2 separate regions of the Salmo salar genome follow, and region 2 is linked to region 1. A link is a contact called in public Hi-C data. All regions are on one chromosome and are shown on one strand. The core of a region is the stretch at or near the end of the contact, and the rest is flanking DNA. Distances in the headings are between cores, read along the strand shown.

Region 1 (6,767 bases), core at 1,909-4,408:
CATAAACACGAGTCTACAGGTACTTGCGTAACTGTGGTAATGCATGTCTTTCAAGATTTATCCAAGTTGTAGACCTAATTGTTCGTGTGTGACAGCATTCATTAGATTTGACTGTCATATGAAATATGCCTAGATAGTTGTCAACAGCATGATAGCCTTCATTTATGCCAAATGCAAACAATGCGGGTAAATTGCGCTCTCACAGCCCCCATACCAAGTTGGTTAAATTAAAATATAAACAAAAAACATTCCTAGTCTTGAAATGCAATCAGTCAGTCTGAAGTTGGTTCTTCAGTAGGCCTATAAAGGACAATCTGTTTTGAATAAGCTCTGTGACAGTAGGTCTATAAAGGACAATCTGTTTTGAATAAGCTCTGTGACAGTAGGTCTATAAAGGACAATCTGTTTTGAATAAGCTCTGTGACAGTAGGTCTATAAAGGACAATCTGTTTTGAATAAGCTCTGTGACAGTAGGTCTATAAAGGACAATCTGTTTTGAATAAGCTCTGTGACAGTAGGTCTATAAAGGACAATCTGTTTTGAATAAGCTCTGTGACAGTAGGTCTATAAAGGACAATCTGTTTTGAATAAGCTCTGTGACAGTAGACCTATAAAGGACAATCTGTTTTGAATAAGCTCTGTGACAGTAGGTCTATAAAGGACAATCTGTTTTGAATAAGCTCTGTGACAGTAGGTCTATAAAGGACAATCTGTTTTGAATAAGCTCTGTGACAGTAGGTTTATAAAGGACAATCTGTTTTGAATAAGCTCTGTGACAGTAGGTCTATAAAGGACAATCTGTTTTGAATAAGCTCTGTAACAGTAGGTCTATAAAGGACAAACTGTTTTGAATAAGCTCTGTGACAGTAGGTCTATAAAGGACAATCTGTTTTGAATAAGCTCTGTAACAGTAGGTCTATAAAGGACAATATTTTTGGAATAAGCTCTGTGACAGTAGCTAAGCTAACCCCTAGGTCTTTGAGCCACATTCAGCTTTCAGTTAGGCTACCAAGTATTCGGAATTCATTTATGGTAGCAAAGTAGGAAACTGACAACAAATGCCAGATAACATTTGTGAAATAAACAGCCTAGGCCTGTATTATATTCCTATGAGCCTAAAGCGCAGTAAGTTGCTTCTCCACTGTGTTCGCTCTGTTCTTGGAGTAAAAGTTTAAAAACAGAAATTGAGGCGTTTTTACGAGTCCAAAAACACTGCACTCCGTTGTTGCGTCTGCGCTTGCTTGTGTCTAGTACTGTATATGCAACGAGTCGAATTCCGTAGCGCAGCCTGTGACCAGAGTCATTTCCCGTCCCCGGGGCGAGGGGAGGACTTTAGTTCGGACTCGTTTAAGTTAAGGCGACAGAACACGTCAAGTTGCCAACATGACAAGAGTATATGGTGTACAAGAAAACAGACCTTGCATCATCCAATGTGGGACAGAAGCCTTAGACACGTTTACGTAGGCTTACATTATCCTGCAGGACACCTACATCCGTCTCAATGCGCTCGATCCCCGTGCCCGTTATAACAATTCATTTTAAGCATGATTGCCGCATTCTATCCATGAAGTCTTTGATAAATGGAAAACCATACAGCCCACCACACCATCATCCACTCGCTGAAATGCGCAGTGAAATTACACAGATGACCTCCACAAGCGTTTATCTGCAAAGTCGTTCCACAAGGTATATGGGATGGTGTCACAAATGGGCGAGGCACTAAATTAAGACTGAATCGTTATTTTTATATATAGAAAAACGCCTATAGGCCGATTCCCACGGAGACTCAACTAATTTGTTTATGCCAGGCCATTCATTTGAAACATGAGAATTAGATTAGCATCAATCGAAATCGCACACGCGCTACACGCTATTTTTTTATTTGACATTTTCCTTTAAATTTAGCTGACTGGCTGAAAAAAAGGTTAGCTGGAAAGTCCCGTGACAACGTTGGATCTCTCATTATGACTTACTAAGAGTTTGGATGAACGATAAAACACGTAGGCTTAATGAACACTAATGAATACATTTCCGTTACCAAATCATCCAATATCACACCATCAATAGGCTACAATTTTTCTATGAAACGGGTGTAGGCTAGACTAGGTTTATACAAAGCCTATGTGAAACATGAATTCTACTAGGTTAACACATACCTCCCAGTACACCAAAACATTGGCAAGCAACTAAATATTCCACTTAAATACGCAGTTCTTTGTAGAAGCCCTTATCAGATGGCCAAGTCTCCATATCGTCAGAGCGACGCCGAACAAGATCGAGTCTTCAGACTGGAGCAAGACAGAAAAGCAAACAAAACGAAACATGGAAAGGAAAACAAAGGCACAAACGTCCACAAAAATTATCTTAGCCTACCTGATAGAAATTCCAGAATAATTTCGATTGTCCTTGGCCAAAACACAAAATGTCCAGTTGGAACTTTTTGGCCGTGTTCTCTAGGCTCCACGAGTCAGTCAAAACGACCCGACGAGAGTTCGTGCGTCGGGGGAAATATCACTTTTGTAATTTAACTTTACAGCAAACAGGGGTGACAATGTTGTGCTTGTTAAATGACATGCAGGTAAGATTAGACTACGAAAACATCCTTAGTCTTTATACATTTCCAGTTGGTAAAAATCCGGGAAAGACGAGTAGGCGACAATCAACGACCACATCCACGGAGTCCCAGTGATAGGCTACGTTTCTGCCCCCCAGTAAATATATCCATTAGTAAAAAGACACTAAGTGAATCGTTGTTGTGAATGTTTCAAGGAGCACAGGTGGCAACAACGGTCGTAGGTCTCAATAAACAATAAACTAATTCAGTCTGGTTATGCATTGCAGCGCCATGTTGAGCTCGCCATACAGCACACACGCCACCTCAAAAATATGGCGAGAATTTCCGTTTTCAACAAATAAAGAATGCTAACAGTGCCCATTTTCTTCAGTGAGAGGCTAGGGTGTTTCTGTCAATGTTCCCATTCGTTTTTATTTCGTCCTATGTTTACTGTTCCGTTTTCTTCCGTATGGCACCATTCAGAGGACTCACAACTACCGCCTCCAGAAGTACAGCGGAGAATGAGTGCCCGCGCCTTGGTTCCAGTCGCAGACTCTACCCAGAAGGCCAATCCGGGAACCGCAATTACCATAAACCTCCAGCACGCTTCGCTCCACCAGTGCTCTCCACAGCGAAAACAAAGGGGGGGAGAGAGAGCGAGCGAAAGACACCGCCAGCGAGCGAGGGAGATACTGAAGGTAAATAGGTTACTGTGCATATTCGTTTTTTTTCTTCCTGGGCAATAGATTATGCTATATGCCTACATTTATTTTTTCCTCTCAGTGTTGGGTATGGCATATTGTCAAGTCTATGTCTCATTCCAGGGATATATAATATTATAACATTTTCTATCCCAATTATACTGTATCATTTCTATACTTCTACCTTGTAGAACGCAACAAACAGAAGACTTCATACTAGAATTTACCCTACACTCTTAGAAAAAAAGGTTCTGGGTAGAACCAAAAAGTGTTCTATGCTTGCTTCATATATGGTACCGCATATCAAATCAAATCACATGTTATTTGTCACACATGGTTAGCAGATGTTAATGCGAGTGTAGCGAAATGCTTGTGCTTCTACTTCTGACCACGCAGCAATATCTAACAAGTAATCTAACCTAACAATTTCACAACAACTACCTTATACACACAAGTGTAAAGGAATGAATAAGAATATGTACATAAAAATATATGAATGAGTGATGGCCGAACGGCATAGGCAAGATGCAGTAGATGGTATAGAGTACAGTATATACATATGAGATGAGTAATGTAGGGTATGTAAACATTATATAAAGTGGCATTGTTTAAAGTGGCTAGTGATACATTTATTACATAAATTTTTCCATTATTAAACTGGCTAGAGTTGAGTCAGTATGTTGGCAGCAGCCACTCAATGTTAGTGATGGCTGTTTAACAGTCTGATGGCCTTGAGATAGAAGTTGTTTTTCAGTCTCTCGGTCCCCGCTTTGATGCACCTGTACTGACCTCGCCTTCTGGATGATAGCGGGGTGAACAGGCAGTGGCTAGGGTGGTTGTTGTCCTTGATTATCTTTTTGGCCTTCCTGTGACATCGGGTGGTGTAGGTGTCCTGGAGAGCAGGTAGTTTCCGTTGATGCGTTGTGCAGACCTCACTACCCTTTGGAGAGCCTTACGGTTATGGGCAGAGCAGTTGCCGTACCAGGCAGTGATACAGCCCGACAGGATGCTCTCGATTGTGCACCTGTAAAAGTTTGTGAGTGATTTTGGTGACAAGCCGAATTTCTTCAGCCTCCTGAGGTTGAAGAGGCGCACGTTTAAATGTTTTACTCACGTTGGAAGTTGTTTAGTCCGATGGGAGCATGGTTCTATGGTTATGGTTCTATATAGAACCCGAAATTGGTTCCATATAGAACAGTATATGAAACCCAATGGTTCTATATTACCCAATTTTGGTTCAGGAAGAAGAACCCTACAAAAGGGTTTTATATAGAACCTTTAGGGGTGCCATATATGAAACAAGAAATATAACCCTTTTTGGTTCAATCCAGAACCTTTTATTTCTAAGAGTGTAGGGTCAATTCGAGTGTGAAGTCTTCTGTTTGTTTCTTTCTTCAAAGTAGAAGTATACAGTATACAGTATAATTGGGATAGAAAATGTTATAATATTATCTATCCCTGGAATCATTGGGACATAGTCTGGACAATATGCCATACCCAACACTGACAGCAAAACATATATTTAGGCATATCGCATAATCTATTGGCCAGGCCTATAACCACAGATCTAGGATCACCTGACCCCAAATCAATCCTAAATCTAAGGAATAGAATAAAATAGAATATAATGGAAACAGACTAGAGAGATATACAATACTTGGCGCTGTATCATGAGAAAAACGACCTATTTCGTTTAGAACTGTGCAAAAGGAAGCATCATAATAGCTCAAACCGGGTCCGCGTAATTGGATTGCCGTTATTAATGACAGACAACTCTCCCCCTACAGTCCCATGGGAACTAACCCGTGGGGTTATGCCGCTTCATTGCGCTCTGCATCGCGGTGGATTTCACATGAGCACGATGAATTCACACACAGTAAAGGCATTACATGCGATCGATACGCAGTGGGGAAACGGTTGTTGAATAGATAACGGTTCCTTTCATTTCTAAAATAAAGTTTTTTCTACCGTCACATAGGCCTATGAAGTTAAATCCAAACGTGTCAAATGTTATTAGATTAAATTGTTGACTATAATGAAGTACCTGGAGATTGGACATGTTTAATTTATTCTGAGAATTTACACACCGATGATGAGATGGGCGCGATCCGTGAACGGGGTGAGTGTCGAAAAAAGGGGTGAGGAAAAAAAGTTGGCAAAGCCCTTGTCAGCAATACTCAGCAATACTCAGCATCAAAGCCAAACTTGCTATTGACAGTGAGTGCATTTGTAGATTGCTTGTGAACATGCCCTCTAGACATTTTATGGCACATAGGCTACAGGTATGGAACTATATGGCACTGCCAGTGCGCTCCACACAAGGTCGCTTGCTCAAGTTCCGTTAAAGCCGTTTCCCCTCCGGTACTGTAGGTTTAGGCCTATGGAATTTATATATCACGCCAGAAAAACGGTGGTGTAATGGGTTGTGTTGCTTTTACATACTAAGTCGAGGCTGTGTATCTTATTTGTCAGTGCATTTGTGATGGCCTACGCATTAAGATTCGTGCGTCATTATCCTAATGGTTTGTGTCAGACGCTTGTTGATTCTTTCCAATCAACACCTAATGAAGGAACCTGTAGGCTATCCGTGTATTTAGCCCTGGTTACATGTATGTCTACACGTGTGAGCGCTATCAAAATGTAATATTCCCTTTTTATCAGCTGGTGCTCCCTAAAACACTGAGATGACACTGGACCAACATCAAGCGCATGGTCGTGGTAATGGCTTTGGCACTTCGAGACAGATGGACGCCTTGCAATGGAAAACCGGTCGCAACCCAACACCAGGTTCAAGCGAGCCCGTAATGGTGCAAACCATCCGTGATGGTGCATTACTGCCACCGTTTGGACAGTTGTGTTCATTAAGACTTGGCACACGAAGAAAATAGCGCAACACCTTAGTCTTTTACCGGTGTAGTAGCACTGTTATTACACCGTATCAACATTGTATAAACACTTGCCCCCAATCCCCCCTTCCCCAAAACACGTGTAAATATTGGACTATAAAGTGTGCCTTCCTGTATTATACTGATGCTACGATGTTTATTCTATTCAACTGAGCCATTTACTTCATGTTGTTATTCTTGTATTTTCTTATTTCTTATTGTTTTGCATTGTCGAGAAGGAACCTGCAAGTAATCATTTTGTTGGACAGTGTATACTATGTGTATCTGTACACAAGTCTAATAAAACTTGAAACAAGTGGCCTAACTGGCCCCTTAATCATAAAGTGTCTTAGTGCTGATCTATGATCAGTTTTAGCCTTTGGGTGATAATGAACAAGATCACATGGACAGGGAGGACCTGATCCTAGATCAGCACTCTTGCTCTGAGATGCTTTATGAATATGGCTCCTGGAGAGCAGTGGAAAGGGAGAACCCCCAAAGACCCAAGACAGTGACTGAGGAGAAGATGTCACAGGGGGTATTTGGATGAAGCCCAGTAGAGTCCCTGTAGATAGATAGAGCCATTTTCCTGATGCGTAGAAACTAGTCTGAAACCTATCCCTAGGC
Region 2 (6,767 bases), core at 1,797-4,296, 170 kb before region 1:
AGCAGACGCTCTTATCCAGAGCGACTTACAAAATGGTGCATTCACCTTATGATATCCAGTGGAACAACCACTTTACAATAGTGCATCTAAATCTTTTAAGGGGGGGGTTAGAAGGATTACTTTATCCTATCCTAGGTATTCCTTAAAGAGGTGGGGTTTCAGGTGTCTCCGGAAGGTGGTGATTGACTCCGCTGTCCTGGCGTCGTGAGGGAGCTTGTTCCACCATTGGGGTGCCAGAGCAGTGAACAGTTTTGACTGGGCTGAGCGGGAACTGTGCTTCCTCAGAGGTAGGGGGGCCAGCAGGCCAGTGGTGGATGAACGCAGTGCCGTTGTTTGGGTGTAGGGCCTGATCAGAGCCTGAAGGTATGGAGGTGCCGTTCCCTTCACAGCTCCGTAGGCAATCACCATGGTCTTGTAGCGGATGCGAGCTTCAACTGGAAGCCAGTGGAGAGAGCGGAGGAGCGGGGTGACGTGAGAGAACTTGGGAAGGTTGAACACCAGACGGCCTGCGGCGTTCTGGATGAGTTGTAGGGGTTTAATGGCACAGGCAGGGAGCCCAGCCAACAGCGAGTTGCAGTAATCCAGACGGGAGATGACAAGTGCCTGGATTAGGACCTGCGCCGCTTCCTGTGTGAGGCAGGGTCGTACTCTGCGAATGTTGTAGAGCATGAACCTACAGGATCGGGTCACCGCCTTGATGTTAGTGGAGAACGACAGGGTGTTGTCCAGGATCACGCCAAGGTTCTTAGCACTCTGGGAGGAGGACACAAGGGAGTTGTCAACCGTGATGGCGAGATCATGGAACGGGCAGTCCTTCCCCGGGAGGAAGAGCAGCTCCGTCTTGCCGAGGTTCAGCTTGAGCTGGTGATCCGTCATCCACACTGATATGTCTGACAGACATGCAGAGATGCGATTCGCCGCCTGGTTATCAGAAGGGGGAAAAGAGAAGATTAATTGTGTGTCGTCTGCATAGCAATGATAGGAGAGACCATGTGAGGATATGACAGAGCCAAGTGACTTGGTGTATAGCGAGAATAGGAGAGGGCCTAGAACAGAGCCCTGGGGGACACCAGTGGTGAGAGCACGTGGTGCGGAGACAGATTCTCGCCACGCCACCTGGTAGGAGCGACCTGTCAGGTAGGACGCAATCCAAGCGTGGGCCGCGCCGGAGATGCCCAACTCGGAGAGGGTGGAGAGGAGGATCTGATGGTTCACAGTATCAAAGGCAGCAGATAGGTCTAGAAGGATGAGAGCAGAGGAGAGAGAGTTAGCTTTAGCAGTGCGGAGAGCCTCCGTGACAGAGAAGAGCAGTCTCAGTTGAATGCCCAGTCTTGAAACCTGACTGATTAGGATCAAGAAGGTCATTCTGAGAGAGATAGCAGGAGAGCTGGCCAAGGACGGCACGTTCAAGAGTTTTGGAGAGAAAAGAAAGAAGGGATACTGGTCTGTAGTTGTTGACATCGGAGGGATCGAGTGTAGGTTTTTTCAGAAGGGGTGCAACTCTCGCTCTCTTGAAGACGGAAGGGACGTAGCCAGCGGTCAAGGATGAGTTGATGAGCGAGGTGAGGAAGGGGAGAAGGTCTCCGGATCGAGATCGAGATCCCACTCTATTTTACTATCCTTGTCCGTTCTCCAGCACATCCAGTTCTCTCTGTCTCTCTCTCTCCACCGCCACACCCCAGTACATTCGGTTCCAATTCCCTTCCCCCTGACGAGAGAGAGAGAGAGAGAGAACTGGATGTGCTGGAGAATGGACAAGGATAGTAAAATAGAGTGGGATCGCTGCACAAAAGTCCTACCACTGAGTCATTCTCAGTGGTAGGACTTGAGGTGTTCGAGCTCGATTCGGTCTGTCATTGCTCTGGCTTGGAACAATCAAATGAAATACCACTTTTTGAAGATTTGCCACTTTTGTGTATTGCTTAAATGGAGAATCAGTAATATGACAGCAACCTCTTAGATGGTAATGACTGTAGGAGTACTAAGCTTTAGTGGGGGCCTGGGGGTAGAATGGAGTGGGGCAGACCACCGAGGTCACTGACACTGTTACTGGTTTAATTCAACTGTCATGTGAGTACAGCAAGTTGGTTCCAAGATTCTATTTCTGTAATTACTAGGATTCTTTTAGGTTTTTGTTGTTTTGTTTTGGCGTTTTGACGCATTCTGAAGTTGCTCTTTGTTTTCGAAGGATCAGTATAAAACCAATGTACAAGATCAATTAATCTCTCAATCCAAAATTGGACAGATGAAATAAGACTTTGTATAAAAAAAAGAAAACGTTTTAAAATGCATCATCAGCTAGCATGCCAACAAATGTATGTTGATATTGTGATCTTGAATCTATTAATAAAATGGTCATTACATCGTTTCAGTTGTGAGCTTCTGTTGTGAGATATTTACTCTCTCTTTTGTTTCTATAACCGAGTATTTTGAATTTTTTTTGATAATAAGGTGGGTAGTTAATCATCAATAATTAATTCTGCACCTGATAGATCCAATATAATTTACAGGTAGCAATAATATTTTTTACCCCACGGTGTCACTATCACATCTATGAAAAACGTATTCGCGATCCCGTCTAGAAAGGGTGTTCGCGAGGCAGGCTTGACCACAGAATTAGCAATTAGAATAATTTAATTCGAGTAATTTAATAGGATTTTCATGGGCTTGACTGTAAAAAAAAAATTACGAACAAGAACAACATCCAATGAAATCCTTACCGTTTGTTACAATGTAATGTATTCACAATAGACATCCGTATTCGTGATCATTAATCAGTTACAGCATCAGAAACGATACTTTGTTGATACAGCATAAAACAACGAAGTACTTTGTTGATAGTGTATACATTGTTAAAATTGTCACTAGTACATCTACTACTTAAAATGTTTTTGTGGGCAGGAATGACGCAACCCCAGCCTGAATTAAACTCCTGCTTCAACACGTCGCTAGTTTCCTCAGACGAGCCTGCTCTATTTCACCACTCAAATTGCATAATTATGATTCCTTCCTCGCCTCCGTATTTCTTTGAAAGGATGTCATTTGAGACGCTCATATTCAAATGTACACGAGCCCTGGTTTTACTAAAACTGTGAACGCAAGTTTTTCACAGTACACATTTGAGTCATCAGTATTGAAGTGACATTATGTTATTTACTTCATAATCTCTCCAAAAGAGGAAGTATGGAAGGAAGGTAAAGATAAGTGTTTTTGTTTTTTGAAGGAAGTAAACATGTTCTAACCGGGAGCTGACTTGGCAGAAAATCAGCCGGGTTGGTGAGAAACCGGCTAAAATCTGATTGGCTGAAAACTGAGTTACGGTTTGTGGGCTGATGCAAGTACGCCACTCCTGCACATCACCGTCCTCCTGCTGGTGCTGAGGATTTATTCAACTAGCAAACTGCTATCGCTCACAACAAGCTGTCAAATTAAGACTTTATACCTTCCACAGAAGTTTAACAAGGAAGTGGTTATTCGGGAAAATACCAGGGACAATAACATCACGGTGAGTTTGTACTGCTTGAGCTCAATTTATTCTCCAAATATGGCTAGCTAGCTAATGTTAGCTGTTCATTCAGTTAGATGCTTCCGTTCTCAACTATTGGCTAGTGTAAGGATTTCTTCATTTTTGCTAAGCCTACTGTGCAACTAATGGTACTGAAATAACGTTACTTGAAAAAACTAACGGTATGGTGTCTCTTATTTCAGGTCGTTCGTCCGGTTACTTTGGCCTGAGGGGGAAAACATCCGACTGAAACAGATCCGGGAACGCCCTTAGAAAAAAGCCACTTGTTAGTCAATTAGTGTGTAACGTTAACGTTAGTACAGTTCTCACAAGGCAGACAAGACGTTTCCTCGGACCGAGTAAGCTTTTGCAGCAGCTAAATTTGTCGTTGTAATCCGATAAAAAGCATTAGCTAGTTAGCTTGCTAAGGTTGATTTCAGACTGACAGAAGCGTACAACGGTATTATCGGTGACGCGAGGTAACTAGATTGTCTGCACACGGTCAGGTCTCTCGCAAAAATGATGCAAATTTCGGATTCGTACAATCAAAAGAATTCATTGTTCAATGCAATGAACCGCTTTATTGGTGCCGTAAATAACATGGATCAGACGGTGATGCTTCCTAGTCTGCTAAGAGACGTGCCTCTAGACGAGGAAGAAGAGGTGAAAACGATATCACCGATTAGGACCGCCAGCAATGGGTCAGCCACCTATTTCCAGGACGGGGACATGTACAATTACTATGTGCTGTTAAAATCGATCAGGAATGACATCGAATGGGGGGTCCTACAAGCAGACGACAGGCGGAAAGAAAAAATGGGGGTGACCGCGTTGGACATATCCAGAATAGAATCCGATGATGATGACTTGGAGAAACAATTTCATTATCATTTGACCGGACTGCACACTGTTCTGTCCAAGCTTACCCGGAAAGCAAACACCCTCACGAACAGGTACAATCAGGAGATTGGAATAAGGGGCTGTGGACTGTGACTACTATAAAGTTGTGTGTCAGACGATAACATCAAAACGGTCATTGGTGAACAGTGGAATGGGGGGGGATGTCCTAGTGGTATCGTTTGTATTTATTCCCACAGTGGGAATGTAACCTACTAGACGTTTCATATGCATTGTTAAACATTTTCCATCAACTGTTTGAATGATTGTCTTATGTATTAATGGCTTGTTGTATGGATGGTCTATCCACGTTAAGATTTTGTTGTTGATTGGGCCACGTTGCATAATGCCAACTGACAGTGATTTCATGTTATGGTAGCAATGAGTCATTGCCATTAACTAAATCATATGCTTGATAATCTATGAACTGGAATCAAATGATTATTTTTAATTTGAGAGATTCCAAGAGATTAACACCAACTGTAAACCTTTCTTATTTAAGCAGCATTTTATTTTTCTAGAGAAATGACAGCTCAGTGATTAAACATCTACTTATTGTTATGTTGTGATCAGTTTATTTGACAGTCACTGGTTTATTGAGAGGTACACAACTTCGGCATGATAGTTTTGTGACTGATTAAACTGTAAGATTGTGATTAGTCTGTGAACTGATGCCTACAGTGGGTATAGAAAGTCACCACCCCCTTGAAAAATGTTCACCTTTTGTTGCCTAACAGCCCGAAATGAAAACACATACATTTAGACTTTTTCCAGCTTTATTTACACACCGTAACCCACAATATCCAAGGGAATCTTTCTCTTCTAAACTCAAAGTAAAACAACCCTATTTGGATAAGTGAACACCCCCCTTTAAAATTGCAAACTTGCTGGGGTATAACCAACCACCTTCCAGATCACAAGTCAAGCTAATTGTCTTCCATCTGTGATCCATTTTAGGACTTTGATTAGTTCAGAATAAAAGCAGTTGTTCATAGAGGACAACTGCTCAATAGTGCAATTCAAAGCAAAGAATCCACTATGGTAGGAAAGGTACTGTCAAAAGATCTACGAGATAAAGTTGTGAAAAGGCACAAGTCGGGATGGATATAAAAAGATTTCAAAATCTTTGTCTCTCGGAGCATAGTTAAGACCATTATTAACAAGTGGTTAAGGCGTATGGCACCACCCAGATCCCGCATAGATCAGGCCTTCCCTCCAAACTGGATGACCGGGCAAGGAGGAGACTGATCAGAGAGGCTACCAAGAAGCCATTGGTGACTTTGAAGGAGTTTCAGGCCTTTATGGCAAAGACTGGTCAATGTGTGCATGTGCCCACTATCACAAGCGCTCCACAAATCTGGCCTCTATGGTAGGGTGGCAAGAAAAGGAAAAAAAACACATCAAGTCTTGTTTGAGCTTTGCCAAAAAGCACATTGTAGATTCTGGGGCCAAGTGGCAAAAGATGCTGTGGTCAGATGAGACCAAAATTGAACCTTTTGGTCTGAATGCAAAGCAATATGTCTGGCGAAAACCCAATACATCTTTCCACCCAAAGAACACCAAGCCTACAGTAAAGAACACCATGCCTACAGTAAAGAACACCATGCCTACAGTAAAGAACACCATGCCTACAGTAAAGAACACCATGCCTACAATAAAACATGGCGGTGGCAGCATCCTATTGTGGTGTTTCTATTCAGCAGGGGCAGCATAGAAGGGAAAATGGACAGTGCAAAATACCAACAGATTCTTGAGGAGAACAGGCTGCCCTCTGCCAGGAAGATGGTTAACTTTTCAACATGACAATGACCCAAAGTACACTGCCAAAGCAACCGTACAGTGGCTGAAGGACAAGAAGGTGAATGTCCTTGAGTACCTAGTCAGCCCCGACCTAAATCCCATTGAGAATCTGTGGAATGACTTGAAGAGTGCAGTCCTTAAGCGGTCACCATGCAATTTGACTGAACTTCAACAATTCTGCAAGGAAGAATGGGCAAATATTGCGCAGTCTAGGTGTGCAAAGTCAGTAGAGACGTATCAAATATTGCGCAGTCTAGGTGTGCAAAGTCAGTAGAGACGTATCAAATATTGCGCAGTCTAGTTGTGCAAAGTCAGTAGAGACGTATTCAAAGAGACTCGTGACTAATTCAAGCAAAAGGGGGTTCAACCAAGTGTTAACTTGGGGGTGTTCACTTACCCAAATAGGGTATTTTGCAGTTTTAATTTTAGTACATATTTTGTACGTTTTTGTAAGAATTATAAAAATAATACTTGGATATTCTGGGTTACTGTGTGTAAATATAGCCGAAAAGTCATTTTATGTGTTTTCATTTCAGGCTGTAACAACATGCCCAAACCGGACGCG

Evidence for each region. Hi-C and Micro-C count contacts between places; a contact is called where the count stands out from the background.
Region 2: a Hi-C map of muscle shows a contact between it and region 1, with 12 times the contacts expected there. The contact joins the promoter of LOC106575673 here to the promoter of LOC106575672 in region 1. A contact is called at or near these places in 2 of 3 Hi-C or Micro-C datasets (gill and muscle).

Annotation. Positions count from the first base shown.
Region 1 is chrssa17:25,703,547-25,710,313 of Ssal_v3.1, reverse strand. It overlaps LOC106575672 (BCL-6 corepressor), which reads right to left and starts at 3,158. Exons shown (of 13, transcript XM_045699212.1): 1 at 2,374-3,158.
Region 2 is chrssa17:25,868,512-25,875,278 of Ssal_v3.1, reverse strand. It overlaps LOC106575673 (mid1-interacting protein 1-B), which reads left to right and starts at 3,046. Exons shown (of 2, transcript XM_014152305.2): 1 at 3,046-3,505; 2 at 3,709-4,963. The coding sequence starts at 4,025. The coding sequence ends at 4,498. It overlaps LOC106575677 (tetraspanin-7), which reads left to right. Exons shown (of 8, transcript XM_014152310.2): 8 at 1-93.